2 separate regions of the Bicyclus anynana genome follow, and region 2 is linked to region 1. Evidence: chromatin contacts called from public Hi-C data. All regions are on one chromosome and are shown on one strand. The core of a region is the stretch at or near the end of the contact, and the rest is flanking DNA. Distances in the headings are between cores, read along the strand shown. Region 1 holds the start of LOC112052584 (probable 39S ribosomal protein L49, mitochondrial). Region 2 overlaps LOC112055891 (breast cancer metastasis-suppressor 1-like protein).

What was found. A called contact is a pair of places that touch in the nucleus more often than the background predicts.
Region 2: a Hi-C map of whole body shows a contact between it and region 1, with 3 times the contacts expected there. The contact joins the enhancer-like site here to the promoter of LOC112052584 in region 1.

Annotation. Positions count from the first base shown.
Region 1 is chr16:14,507,706-14,514,760 of ilBicAnyn1.1, forward strand. It overlaps LOC112052584 (probable 39S ribosomal protein L49, mitochondrial), which reads left to right and starts at 2,839. Exons shown (of 2, transcript XM_024091721.2): 1 at 2,839-3,029; 2 at 3,889-4,397. The coding sequence starts at 2,913. The coding sequence ends at 4,353. It overlaps LOC112052576, which reads right to left and starts at 2,307. Exons shown (of 10, transcript XM_052886340.1): 1 at 2,284-2,307; 2 at 1-1,884. The coding sequence starts at 2,307.
Region 2 is chr16:14,615,308-14,622,362 of ilBicAnyn1.1, forward strand. The region is part of intron 3 of LOC112055891 (breast cancer metastasis-suppressor 1-like protein); the gene reads right to left. Among protein-coding and RNA genes, the nearest start is that of LOC112055891, 25 kb to the right of the region's middle. Within about 2 kb of position 3,979, at least 8 of the 8 cell types and tissues checked have open chromatin away from gene starts, as enhancers often do.

The DNA.
Region 1 (7,055 bases), core at 1,589-4,088:
CAAGACATTTTCTTTTTCAATAACTCTCTCTGGAGATCTTACCGGTTGTAAGTCTTTTAAAGGTTTGAATTCGGCTCCCGATTTTTGTATTAAAACAACATCATCAGTCACCATGACAGATTTACTCTCATTTGTTTTACATTCTGACTCTTGTCTCTGTCTTCTCTTATCAAATTCTTCAAACACTTTCAGTCTATCCATAAGTTTGTCTATGCTTGCTACAGTAGGATTGCATTTATATAACTCTGGTCTGTTTTCAGGGCATTTTTCAGCAGAATCATCTTCATAATGAAGTCTGATATTCTCACTATCGTCAATTTTTGAAGGAGTACATTCATTGGTTAGAGCTGAAATTGTGTCTTTTATTGGTGTTTCAGGCGCAATAATGCTATTATTGTCACCTAGGGGCTTGGAAATTCCATAAAACTGCTTTGCTGACTTTGTTTGCAATTGATCAATATTTGCATCATTAGCCATTTCTTGATCGCGATCTATATTCTGGTCTAAATCATTTATGAGATCACTAATTTCTTTTGATAAAGAGTCAACTGTTTCTTGTTTGTCCTCTACTAAGTCATTGGTTATAGTGCTGGTGATACCATTTTTGGTTGCTTGATTGATGGGCTTGGATGTAGTTGCAGCCTTCTTTCCCCTTCCTCCCTCCCTCCTTGCCTTTCTAATATTTTTAGTTACTTCCTTCGAGTTAAATGTCTTGGACATACTAGTCAATATACTACTACGTTCTTCTATAAGCGCATCATTTTCAGTCTTCAGCAAATATTTGTCTTCTAGGTCTGATACATTTATATTTTCTAACTTAATCCTATTACTGTTATTGTTGTCTGAATCTAATGAAGTACTTCGTTTTAAGCTCAATTTCTTTTTGTTTTTCTCTTTTAACATAGAACTAGGCTCTGTATAAGGTTTGGTTTCAGTTAATTTCGAGTCAACACTAAGAGAAGGCACTTTTCCAATAGGAGAGATCTGTACACTATTTTCAATATCTATATCTAGGTCAGTCTTAGTTTTATCTAAGTTTTTGCTGAGCTCCTTGCTTTCACCATCAATGAGTGGTTCACTGAGGCTGACGTCCGATTCTGTTATATCTGAGCATTTAGAGATTTCACTGCCATCCCTGGAGCAGGAGCGCCCCCTTTTTAATTTTTTCGAAACCTCTGAAGTTTCAGGAGTGTCTGCAGTTTTGGAGTCTGAAAGTAAACGTTTCTTCTTCTGTTCTTTCAAAACAACCTCATTTAAGAGATTACTTTTGACTTTTCTAGGCTTCCCACTCCTCAAGTTCTTTCCTTCAAAAAGGGAGGGACTATTACTTCGTTCTGAGCGCATAGAGTACGGACTGGTCCGAGGCCCAAGGACTAAAGGTGTAGGTGAATCTCCCAGGACCGATTTCATCATGACCATATCAGAACTTAGCCTCACTCTTCGGCCAGCTGTTCGGGGACTGGAAGACCTGGAACTAGGAGCGGGCTCGTCCAGTGGCTCCTTTTTTATTTCAGCCGCAGGTATCAAAGGGACGGTTTCCTTATCTTGTGAGTTTAAAGCCTTCGTAGCCTTTCTACTCCTAGTAATGGTTTTCTTTATGACATTTTTCTTTACAGGTGGAATTTTCTTGCCCCTTAAAGATTTCGTCTTTCTGATTCCTAGAGGTCTCTTCTTGACCACTGCTTTTGGTTTGGGTCCAGGTTTCTTAGTGTCTTTGGAAGTTTTGGGATCATCTTGGGCCGACTTGTTCTTTTCTTCCTCGTTGAAGTCTGAAGCCTTCTTCCGGGCTCTAGTCTTGGGCTCTACTACAGTTTCTTCATCTATACTCTTATCCAACTCCTCTTTAACCTGTTTGGTTTTCATGATGGAATGTTTGGTGGGAGTCTATACTGTGTTCCGGACATCAGGTCAACGGTTATCTCGTCAGGTGATCAGAGCAGACCAGACAGGAATTTCTGGTCCTGAGGCTGACTTCACAGCCTTGCTAATTAATGTCTTATATCTTGTTTGTAAGTAGGTATAACTAATTCAAAGTTTCCTCAAGAATGTATAGTTCCCAAATGTCTACACTGCTTGATCTTTGCTAGTTTCTTCTCTATGACATGTTATCAGGAGCTGAAATGAAATAAAGACTATATTAATTACTGATAAAAGCTAATCATAACTAATTATATTGTAATAATTAGTTACATTGTAATAATTTTAATCAAATCCACAATTCGAATAACTATTAACTCTAATTCCACAGTTTTCATTTGTTTTTATATTTAGAAAGCTTAATACTAATGTTTCAAACTTAATTGTCATTTAATTCCATATATTCCGATCGCAAACCAAGTCTTTAAGTCGTGGTAAACAAAAGCGATGCCCGAGATACACCAAGTTCGCGGACTTAATTCACACATTATTATCACAAAAAGTCACTAATTATTCGTATAATCTAACAGTATTAAGCCTAAAATTGCATAATATAAAACAATATTTACGTTTAAGTCGCCAGTTGCACAGAAAAGCCAGGCGGAAAAGTCATGAAAATATCATGTTTTGAGTGTGGACACATCTCGCCTCGTATGCAACGCCACCTACAGCTGTGCGCTGCGTATGCGTCGGCCGACAGCGAGAGACAGAAAGCACCAAATCATTTCCCTACCCGTGGCGCACCTCCGCTATGTACTCACAAAATACTCACAAATTATCCCACGGAACTGCCAAAAACCACAATAAAAAGTTAATCCAACACTCAATGCACCATAATATGCGAAAAAGTTCAGTAAAAACTCGCGATTAAACTTAGAAAACGATTTTTGAAAAGCCCAAATGTCTGCAGGCGTCCGCCATAATGTTTCCTTCGAAACGAATAATATAGTTCTTATTGCTCTTGTAGCAAGCAATCACTCTATTCGCTATTCAAAATGGCGACCGTGTGGCGTTCACAGAGAGCATTTGCACGTTTTTTCGCTGGAAAAACCGTTCGGATCCTGAACAACGCTTCTGATTTGGGTGCAAAATTAACACCAGCGTCGATATCGGTAATTATACAATTATTTTTACTCGCGCCGCGATGTAATGTTGCTTTGAATGCGACATGTGACAGAACTATGGGTGTACACCCTCGCAAAAAGGTTTTGCGCAGATTAAAATATTTATTTATTTTCAGAGTTCAGATTTAATAAACTTTTTGAATAAAATTCATTTCAATTTAGTTACGCATTTAGACCAAACGTAACGTAATTTAGGAAAAATTTGTAATTTAGGTTTTGGGTATAAATATTTTTTCACTACTCTTGCTTTTTTACCAAGAGCAGTGAAAAAATATTTACTATACACTGCCATATTACCACTCCGCAGCGGGGCTAAACAAGCATTTTAGCCTCTAGGGGCTAAAATAATTTTGTTTTTTTTTTTTAATTTTTATCTGTTACGGTTACTGGCCCACTTTAAAACGATAAACTGTAATTCGTAAACAGTTTCATACTAAAATAATGACTTCTATGAAACGAAGAAGGTTTTATTCATTAATAGAATCATCATAGTGGGTACGAGTATATATTGTAAGGTCCTGATTGTTTGTTGTGTGAAGTGCGTTCTTGTCCGTGGATTGCGATTTTTTTTCATTTGATTTTTATAAAGTTGGGAGCAGTGTCTGCAAAAAGAATATTTAACATTGAATATTGTTGTACTGAATTTTCTATTTTCGCAATCGTAGTGAAAAGTATAGTGTAACACGCCGGGCTAAACACATTATAAACTCGGTTTCTATTTAGCGGACCTCGCCTTACGGCTCGTGCCCTAAAAATACCTCGTATATCTTTTTCTTCTATCTTTATATATCTTTTTGGCTCCTTGTATAACAGTCTACTATAAACGGTTTTTTTTATTTTGTTACAGGTTTCCAGTACTCAAAACTATTCAAATTACGCGAAATCTCCATTTGTTAAAAGAATCAAAGAACAATATGAATTTGATATTGTAAAAAATCCTCCTGAATGGGCATATGTGGAAAGACTTATGCCTTTTGAAAGTATTCCCAATGTTACACCAAAAGAGACATATCCTTCTGGATGGATACCACCAAAAGAGGAAGCAAAAAATTTACCATATTTTATTGCAAGAACTAGAAACCATCAAATGCCAATATATTTAGATTTATCAATGAAAGGCACGAGGAAAATATCGCTCATTAGAAGGATTGAAGGTGATATTTGGTTGCTAAACGACTTAATCAAAGAACACTTGCAAAAAACTCAAAAACGTTACGTTGAAACAAGGGTGCATGAATTAGGAAGATTTATAGAAGTTAAAGGCGATTTCGTAACCACTCTACGTGATTGGGCTTATGCTCAAGGGTTTTAAATTAAAAATGTTATCCCACAGTTAGTAATAAAATATGAAACCAATCTTGAGTTTTATTTTACTCGTGTTTTTATCAATAAACCTAATGATTTATGTGATTGTATATGGTATAAATATAAAACAAAAAACGTGTGTGTGTCGCTGCTCGACAGAAGTGATAACTTAAACCTGCTGCCGTATGCGTGAGAGAAATGGAAGCCAGACAGAGTAATGCCGTAACACGTTACGTTACGAAGAGGTTCTGTCGATGTGATCGAGAGTGATAACATCTTATAGAAGGGCACTTCTATAAGAAGTTATCACTTCAAAAATATTTCAAAAAAATTTGTATTTGTATCTCAAACAGCGTTAGTCATTGTGCTTACATTGTTTTAGACGGTAATTAAACATCTTGCAAACACATCAAGTTGATAACATTGCCCTTTTAAGATTGGTTAATGGTTTTAACAATACATATTAATAGTGTAAATGAGAATGGACTTATATGAATTTTAGGACACTGATAAACGGGACCTTGGAGCTATACATATACAGGCTACTATCCAAAAAAATCCATGATTCCTGCATTCCATTTGTGAAAAACAGAATTTCTCGCGAATGAAGGGCTTGCTGGCGTCTGCTAGTTTTTGCTTAGATTTTGTTGATTTAAATAATCACAAAATACAATCCTAACGCCTTTTTCAATTTTGCTATTTAATAACTACTAAAAAATAGGAATCTAATTAGTATTTAATATCTTATCTTAGCAATCTCAAGTATTTTTAGTTTGAAAAACAATTCCACTACTTAATTTTACAAATGCAAAGTTTTGTTCCATACAAAACTTACGTTTTATGTTACTATTTCACACAAAAACTACCAGAATTACTAAAATATTTGGCTACAATGTGGAATAGAGGCAGATAATAAGTACCTTTGATTAACAAATATAGTCTTTGAGTTTTAAAAAGGGAAATAAAAACAATTACCAACGAAAATTTTGTATGGAAATAATTGACTAAAATTTTAAATGGAGATAGATTTTAATAACACAGGTTACTATTTATACCAGAAAAATGTATCGGTCCTGCAGAATTTGTGAAAATCGCAATTTTACATGACGAAGTCATGGACGTCCTGAAGTAAAATCTTAAAGAAACGGAAGGCCTACAGTTTAAGGTAATGTAACATTGCTATTTAGTCTGGTACCCGCTTTAAACCAATCAATCGATGGATAGATATTCAGGGGTGGGATGTTAGTAGGGGTTGGTAGTTTCACTTTGTAGTGCATTTATTTTTTAATTAGTTTTACAAAATCAAACCATTTTTATCTTTTTTTTTTAATCTTCTCAATCTGTTTACGACATAAAATACACTTCATAATAGATTAAATTCATAAAATTTCTTAAATAAATAACTACATTCGGTGACAGTGTTCAAAAAAAAAGCTTAAATAAAACATAAATATAAAGATATCGCGACGTGATAAACGCAAACTTGTTTGGTTGGGTGTACACAGCATGAAGCGCGTTTCGCTTTGCCACCGCGCGGCGCTGTCGGCGGCGGAAGGTTTTATCTACGTAGCTATATAACATCCGCCCGGAGTTCTCTCGGGCCTCACCAAGATATTATTTTCGATACGAGCCGAGTTCTTTGTTCCAAAACAACTTTTCTATGTCTTAACGTGGCAATAGGACGCTTTATCAACGCTTTTCAGTATTTTAAACGCAATATTTTTAGGTTATTCAACATTTTAAGAGTTGAATCATGAAAATTAGGTTAGTTGTACGCATAATTTGATGTATGGGAGCGTTTAAAGTTAGCAAAGTTGTTGAACACGATAGGAATCGATGTATGTGTTTAACGGAGTTACGTAATGCATTGAACGTTTATGTAGCTATGTAAATATGTATTATCAAGGCCAAGTGCTTTCAGAACAACGTCGTATATATACGTAGGTACCTACCTACAATCGATAGCTAAATAATACAGGGTTAAATTCATTGTTTTTCGTATCTATTATTAGCTTTGCGTCGATTAGCGTCGCCGTGATTTGAGTTTCGTTTGCTTGCTCTTCGCGATTCATTCATTTATAATCGGGTTTAAATAAACAGGGTTTTTATTTTTTTGTTAATGTGGGTACCTATGTAAGTAGGTAGATCTTGCTCATTAGGTTTTCTATTACAAATTGCTGTGACAAATACTACCCAAAGAGTCACTACGTATAAGTACTGTCTAGTAAGATAGGTACCTATACTTATTCTATTGTCGAAACTAAACCTTATCTGCTTGCAAAATTGCATGAAAATTCGTTTAGTTATTTTCAAAGTACAGCGTGAACAGTGGTTAATCCATACTTGTAAAAAAACTACTTAATTCTTGCTCCATTATAAAGCTACATATTCACTGAATAACTTGAGCTAAATTTAATCCCCGTATTCCCACGGGAATGAGGACTACACGGATGCAACCGCGGGGCGTGCGCTAGTATATTGTAAACGCGAAAGTTAGTTTGTTTTTACGCTTTTACGGCTAAACCACTAAACCGATCATAAAAAATATTTTAGCAATATAAAGCTGCATTATCAGCCAGTAACATAGGCTATATTTTATCCTCGTATTAACTCGGAAACAAGAAATAAGCGAGTGTAACCGCTTGTATATTATAAACGCAAAACTGAATTAGTTTTTTACGCTTTCACGACTAATCTACTAAACCGATA
Region 2 (7,055 bases), core at 2,729-5,228, 110 kb after region 1:
GACACTCACAAGTGGCTTTCTAGTGGTAAAAGAATTTCCAAAATCGGTTCAGTAGATCTTGAGATTACACCCTATCAAACTTTACCTCTATATAATATTCATTGTCAACCCTTACTACGGCTTATTCGGCTTACTGCTGAGTTCGAGACTCTCTCAGAATGAGAGCGGTTAGGCCAATTAATCCATCACGCTGGCCCAATGCGGATTGGCAGGCTTCACACACGTAGAGAATTAAGAAAATTCTCTGGTATGCAAGTTTGCTCACGATGTTTATCCTTCACCGTTTTGAGACACGTGATATTTAATTTCTTAAAATGCACACACAACTCAAAAGGTTGGAGGTGCATGCCCCGGACCGGATTCGAACCCATACCCTCCAGAATCAGAAGCAGATGTTATATCTACTGGGCTATCAAGGCTCTTATATATAATAAAAAATTGTAAATTGTAATACTAATATTATAAAGCTGAAGAGTTTGTTTGTTTGTTTGATTGAACGCGTTAATCTCAGGAACTACTGGTCCGATTTGAAAAAATCTTTCAGTGTTAGATAGCCTATTTATCGAGGAAGGCTATAGGCTATATTATTCCCGTATTCCTACGGGAACGGAAACCATGCGGGTGAAACCGCGCGGCGTCAGCTAGTATATAATATTAATATAGAAGTAATACATAAGGCCAATAGTTCCCAATCAGGCTGTACAGTGTACATGGCTCTGTAAACACGTTTTCGTAAACTGCATTGAGTGTTTTCATGAAATTCACGGTTCAGACCCCATTAAGGTCAGCGGAGATTCGAAGGTTTTTTGTTTAACTTACGTAGTACGTCGGTACTACGTAAGTTAACAAATAATGTTTTAATTTGTCTTTTTAAATTATTATCTTTACCGTTTAATACTAATATAACTTTTAATCTTTTTTCTTTATTCTCTACAAGTTAGCCCTTGACTACAATCTCACCTGATGGTAAGTGATGATGTAATCTTAGATGGAAGCGGGTTAACTTGTTAGGAGTAGGATGAAAACCACACTCCTTTCGGTTTCTACACGACATCGTACCGGAACGCTAAATCGCTTGGCGGCTAAATCTATACTAATATATAGAGGTAAACTTATTGAGTCTGTGAGGTTATTGGGGTTTATCTCTGGATCTGCTAAACCGATTTTGAAATCTTTTTTAGCAATAGAAAGCTATAACTTCGCTTTGCCCACGCTTTTTTATCCCCGTGTTCCACTGGGAACGGGAAGTGCGGGTTCGTAACGGGTCAGCTAGTGCCCAGTAAGTTTTGAAGATGTTGCGCGGCTTCAGTTTTCTAAGTTATTTGTATTTTTTCTTTTTTTGGCTGAATAAAGCATTTTATTATTATTAATATTATTTAGATAATAATATTAATGCCTGGGAAAGGTGGCTAAATGTAAAACGCTCTGGATACTACAATTCTTGACTTTCTAGAATTTCTTGAAAAATTGAAAACCTCAGAATTTTAAAGCTCGACCACGGACTCAATCTCAAGTTCCGTGATAGGTAGAACAAATTATTATTAACTACTGTATCAACGAGCCAGTTAGTATATAATAATACAAAGATATGTTTTATGACCAGTTTAGGCCATTTGTTCGCTGGATCGAAAACAAATTGTTTAGCGTTATCACTAACCACAAACCGCGTCGTGTTTTTAGTTATGGGAATTCGATAATGAATCTAGATGAAGGTTCTGTATTTATTATTATTACTTTAAATATTTTACTGCTGATGCCAATGATGTTCCGAGACTTGGTCGCTATCTATGGGTCACATAAGAAGGCTCAGAGTTACACAGCGGGCTATGGAGTATCTTTGCGTGATCGAATCAGAAATTAGGAGATCCGCAGAAGAACCACCGACATAGATCAACGAGTCGCGAAGCTGAAGTGGTAAAGGGTGAGGCACATAATTCGAAGAGCCCATGGACGTTGGGGTCTCAAGGTGCTGGAATGGCGACCCCGCACCAGTAAGCGCAGTGTTGGTCGACCCCCCAACACGTAGACTGACGACATCAAGCAAGCAAGCGTGGTGTTTGGAAGTGTATATAAAGGACTGCAGTGGACGCCCATCGGCTGATACGATGATGATGATGATGATGAAATGCTTTACTAACAAACACCCAATATTTCTAATGCGTGAAAAACACTCAATATGTTGTAAATCACTTTATATTGATGAATATAAAGTGATTTACAACATATTGTGTACACTTTATACTTTGAAAGTTCTAAGAAGGCGCAAATAGGATTTGTTTTTAAGTTATGAGAATTCGATAATAAATTATCAGCCGGCTTGTTGAAAAAGGGGGTGGAAATCGTTTTTTGCACTAGTGACCAAAATTTGCAACTCACAAAACAATAACGAAACTACTAGCTGACCCGGCAAGCATTGTTTTGCCTTAGAAATTATTTTTAGAGATATAAAAAACTGAAGTAGACCGCCTTTATCCCTCAGGCTATGAAAATTAGATGTAGACCGTTTCTTAAGCCTACTTGATATGCACACTAAATTTCATCAAAACCGGTCGAGCCGTTTTCGAGGATTTCGGTAACAAACGCCGCGACATGAGAATTTAATATATTAGATTTTTGTACGAAATTGAATCCTCTACAATTTTAGATCCATAACTTTTTAACATAAACCAATAATAAAATCTTATAAACCAAAAAACGTGCCGAAGATTTCCAAAAATCTGTAGCATCGTAATGGAAATAAACGAACTACTCGTTTATGAAACTTTTATGGATGAAATTCCAGACGCCTTGTACTACGCCGATCATTCCTCAATTAGGGGTTTAAAAAAATCGATACTGGATCCTGAGTGTCCCGAGTCAGATTCTGAAGTGCAAAATGGTCCGTCAAAGAGACAAAGAAAATTATTCTCTACAAGTTAGCCCTTGACTGCAATCTCACCTGATGTTAAGTGATGTTGCAGTCTAAGATGGAAGCGGGCTAACTTGTTAGGAGGAGGATGAAAATCCACACACCTTTTCGGTTTCTACACGACATCGTACCGGAACGCTAAATCGCTTGGCGGTACGTCTTTGTCGGTAATAATAATAGAGTAGGAGAAATTAAGAACACGAAACTTTCTGACTTAGGAGATGACCCTGGTAGTAGTTACTCCCAATAAGATTCAAGAGGAGGAAGTTTGAGTGGGCGATATTGCTTCTTATTTTTATTAGTATTAATAATTCTTATTTTGGCCCCAGGAATGGCCTCAGACAGTAAAAATTTACAAAAAATACACATATATCTATGTTATGCAAGGACCTTTGCATTCAAACCCATCTTTGATACTAAATGGGTAAGATTTCCAAGAACCCGGTTTCGTGACTTTGATAGCATATTATACCTACCCAGATATATTAAGTCGGTACCTACTTATTTACCGTTAGTAAAAGCTGAAGAGTTTTTTTGTTTGAGCGTTAATTTCAGGAACTACTGGTCCGATTTGAAAAATTCTTTCAGTGTTAAATAGCCCATTTATTGAAGAAGGCTATATAGCCCCGTATTCCTACGGGAACGGGATCCACGCGGGCGAAACCGCGCGGCGTCAGTTAGTACAAAATAAAAATCTGGTACGTTCACGCCATACGAGTAAAAGGCGTCAGACTTATTGAATGTAGGTACCTACCAACTTATCTAAAATTTAAATATGCTTTGAATTCATGTGGGTTTGGAATATGTAAATTGTTGTTGTGTCAATCATAAGTTGGTTGAATGGTCACTGGTTGTTTACCTACAGATAAAGTATATTTAATTGTTGTCAACACTATAATTAATTACGCTACGTGATGCAATGACGCAGCAATCAAAATCGCGGAAAGCGTACGAAAAAAAAACGCAAATCGCAAATTGGGACAAACTCGTTGCGCCAGCGCACAACCGTCGATGTGTGCGAGCGGGGTACGTCACCTTGGCACGAGGCCCCACGGGGTACTACGCCCGTCCCTCTCCCACCCGCGCGTAGCCGCTACGTGCGACAGAGACGCACGACCCGTAGACGGACGCTTTCAGAAACGCTACGCGCCTCGCTCGCAGCCGCCATCTTGTTGTTCCTTTTGTTGATAGATTATTTTAGGAGCCTCTTCAATTTTTTTTTTTATAACAGGCAAAGGTTTTACGCATACAGCTTTTATTACACTAATATTTGTTTTGAAACGTTATTTCTACATAGGCAATAGGTTAGTAATAAAGGTTACGTCATCGACATACTTTCCGATTGATGGATTATTCACAGTTTGATTTATGATTACATACTCAAAACCCTTGTGAACGAATTATGTATAAACATCGATCGTAACTTTGTTATTCCATACAAGCCAACTATCAACAGTGGAATCGTATTGTTTTCTTTTGCAAAGCGTTAATGGAAAACGCATTCATCCTGTTTTAATACTTTAGCAGAGTGTTTTCGTTAATGGAATGGATATCAGAGAAAAACTAGGTAGGTAGGTACATACATCCAAATGGTCTTTTACTGGAACAATACAAAATACAAAGTTGTTACGAGTGATTCTTTGATAACACAGTAAGGTAGTTTTTACCTACTTTTGTACATAGGCAGTTTATTTTAGATTTCAAGGCCAATCATAATAATAAATAAAATTGACGAAGTTGGATTTTTTGAAGGTCAATATAGGTATTTTCACCAAAAGGATTATTAATTATATGGTAGGTATATAGATTAGGTACGTACTTTCCTTCCAAGAAAAGTAGAAACAATAATATTACGTCAATATTAATTATTTGATCTTTAACAATGCTACTTCTACCTACCAACTATGAAATTTATATTTTTTCTAAATCGACTAAAGTAGTACGTACGATGTCGCGTAAAACCAGTTAGGGAAATAAAGAATAAACTATATCCTTTCCTTGATAGTACGCCATTTATCATTTTAGAATGCATCGACATTTTCACATGAGTGGCGTGCACTCGATAGATGCAAAAATGCCTACATACCCTTAGGACTCCTAACCCATTTTGGAGAAGGAATTTTCCATTTTGAATAATCTCTTACTACACTGCCCACGGCAATGATAATTTTATACTATAGATCGGTTACGTCCCTAAAAAATCACCGCAAAAAGTGACCCGAATTGAAGTGGCGCACACATGCACAATTTTGTCTTTAATTCCATTATACTATTATGAGTATATACTCCTAAAAGTGTAATGGAATTAAAGACAACGTTTTTACACTTCCTGAACATACACCTCGACATTGTAGAGGTATTATTTGTTTAAATAGTTCGTTGTTGACTACAACTAACATTGAGATGTGGAAATTTCCTCTTTTGAGCGCCTGATTTTTCATTACCTAATAACACATCTAACAGTATTTAACATCATTGGCACAGGGTCATAAATTGTGTGCAAGCCACTGTATAACATGTAATAAGAGTCGCATTCTAAAGCTAACTTGCCTTTAGAAAATAAAAAAAAAACATTCGCTATCTTCGTTACGAAATACATAAAATCCTTATTATAATCACCACACTAGTTATTGACCAACTAAGTATCAGGTAGTTTGTTAATTACGTAATTAATTAGTCAATTAACCCATAACTACACTAAATTGCCTTATGGATTCAAAACTGTATACATATAAATTTCCATAATTTAGTTATTCAATTCGATAATAAACAGCGTGAATTGATACGCAGAAGATCGGGGTTACATAACCTGCACAGTCCACATACATTTCGCATTAGATTAGACTACGAAGCTGATAAGATAAGGCACCTATTATTTTACTTATATACACACCAATCACACGTAGTTCGATGTTAATACGTCAAGACAGTAAATCATTTGCATGTACGTATTTATAGACGTAGAACTGAAAAGATTTTTCGACGCGCCCTTAGTTTCGCGACTGGCAACGCCATCTAGCGGGTAAGTTGGACAACGTCGCGACAAGGTTATAGACCGAACATCTCGGTGGTTATTTTTAAGCGCTCCTAATGTAATTTGTGTCCATGTTACGTTGATACAATAAACTAAAGACGATTACGTTGGTATTCTTTCTTCGCGTTGATCAATGGACTTGTTAATAATTATAAATGATTACTGATTTTAGGCCGTTTGAATTGAATATTTATTACTGACTATTAGAGATATTGTAATAATTTTGGGTCCGTAATGCCATGTATCACGTTCTAGACTATATAATGGTTTATTTGGCTTGCTGAGGCTTCAAAAGAGTATGGCAGTGCAATAGCTAGCTCGATCTCGGTTACACTCATTAATGCCATTTATTTACTAAGGATATATTTATAACATATTAATCAAATGCTCTTATAGGGAACGATATATAAAATCTTTGGTTATAGGTATCACTTTTACAGAAAACAACATGTTATGTAACAAATCTTCAATTAAATTTTCTATTGTTGCTTCACAAACTAGAGAGAAGTAAGCTATTTACTTACACATCAAATAACTAAATGAGAATGAACTTTGATTAAAATATTTTTCTTCATTCAAAAATGAGAACCGTAGATACTCAGCTACTTGGCGATGCACAGGAACAGTCCAAGATCAATAACGATAAAAAATATATATAAAATATTATAAATATTTTACATTATCGTTATTTTTATTTATCGTTATCGCTAGGTAGTGCCTGCGTCTTTGTCCGTTTCACAGCGTACCACAAAACCAGACTAAGGTATTAACTTTTAAGGTATTTGTTTACTTTTGCTATAATTTGTCTATTGTCGACTCGCAAATTAGAGAAAAGTACCAAGTTAAGTGTAAGTTATCCTAAGCTAGCTAAGTTTGTTCAAAAAAATAGTAATTAACAAGTTTCTTTACATTTTTTTGTTTCTTTGTTCATTAACAAACATTAATGGATCTCACGTGGTGTTATGACAATGAATAGAGTTTTTATCTGAAAAACACTTTAGTCTAAGATGATATCGCAGGGTTAACTTTATTTGCCATATTATCACACTAATATTATAAAGGCGTAAGTTTGTGTGTGTTTGTTCTTCCATTGAGCTGGGCACATACATACTT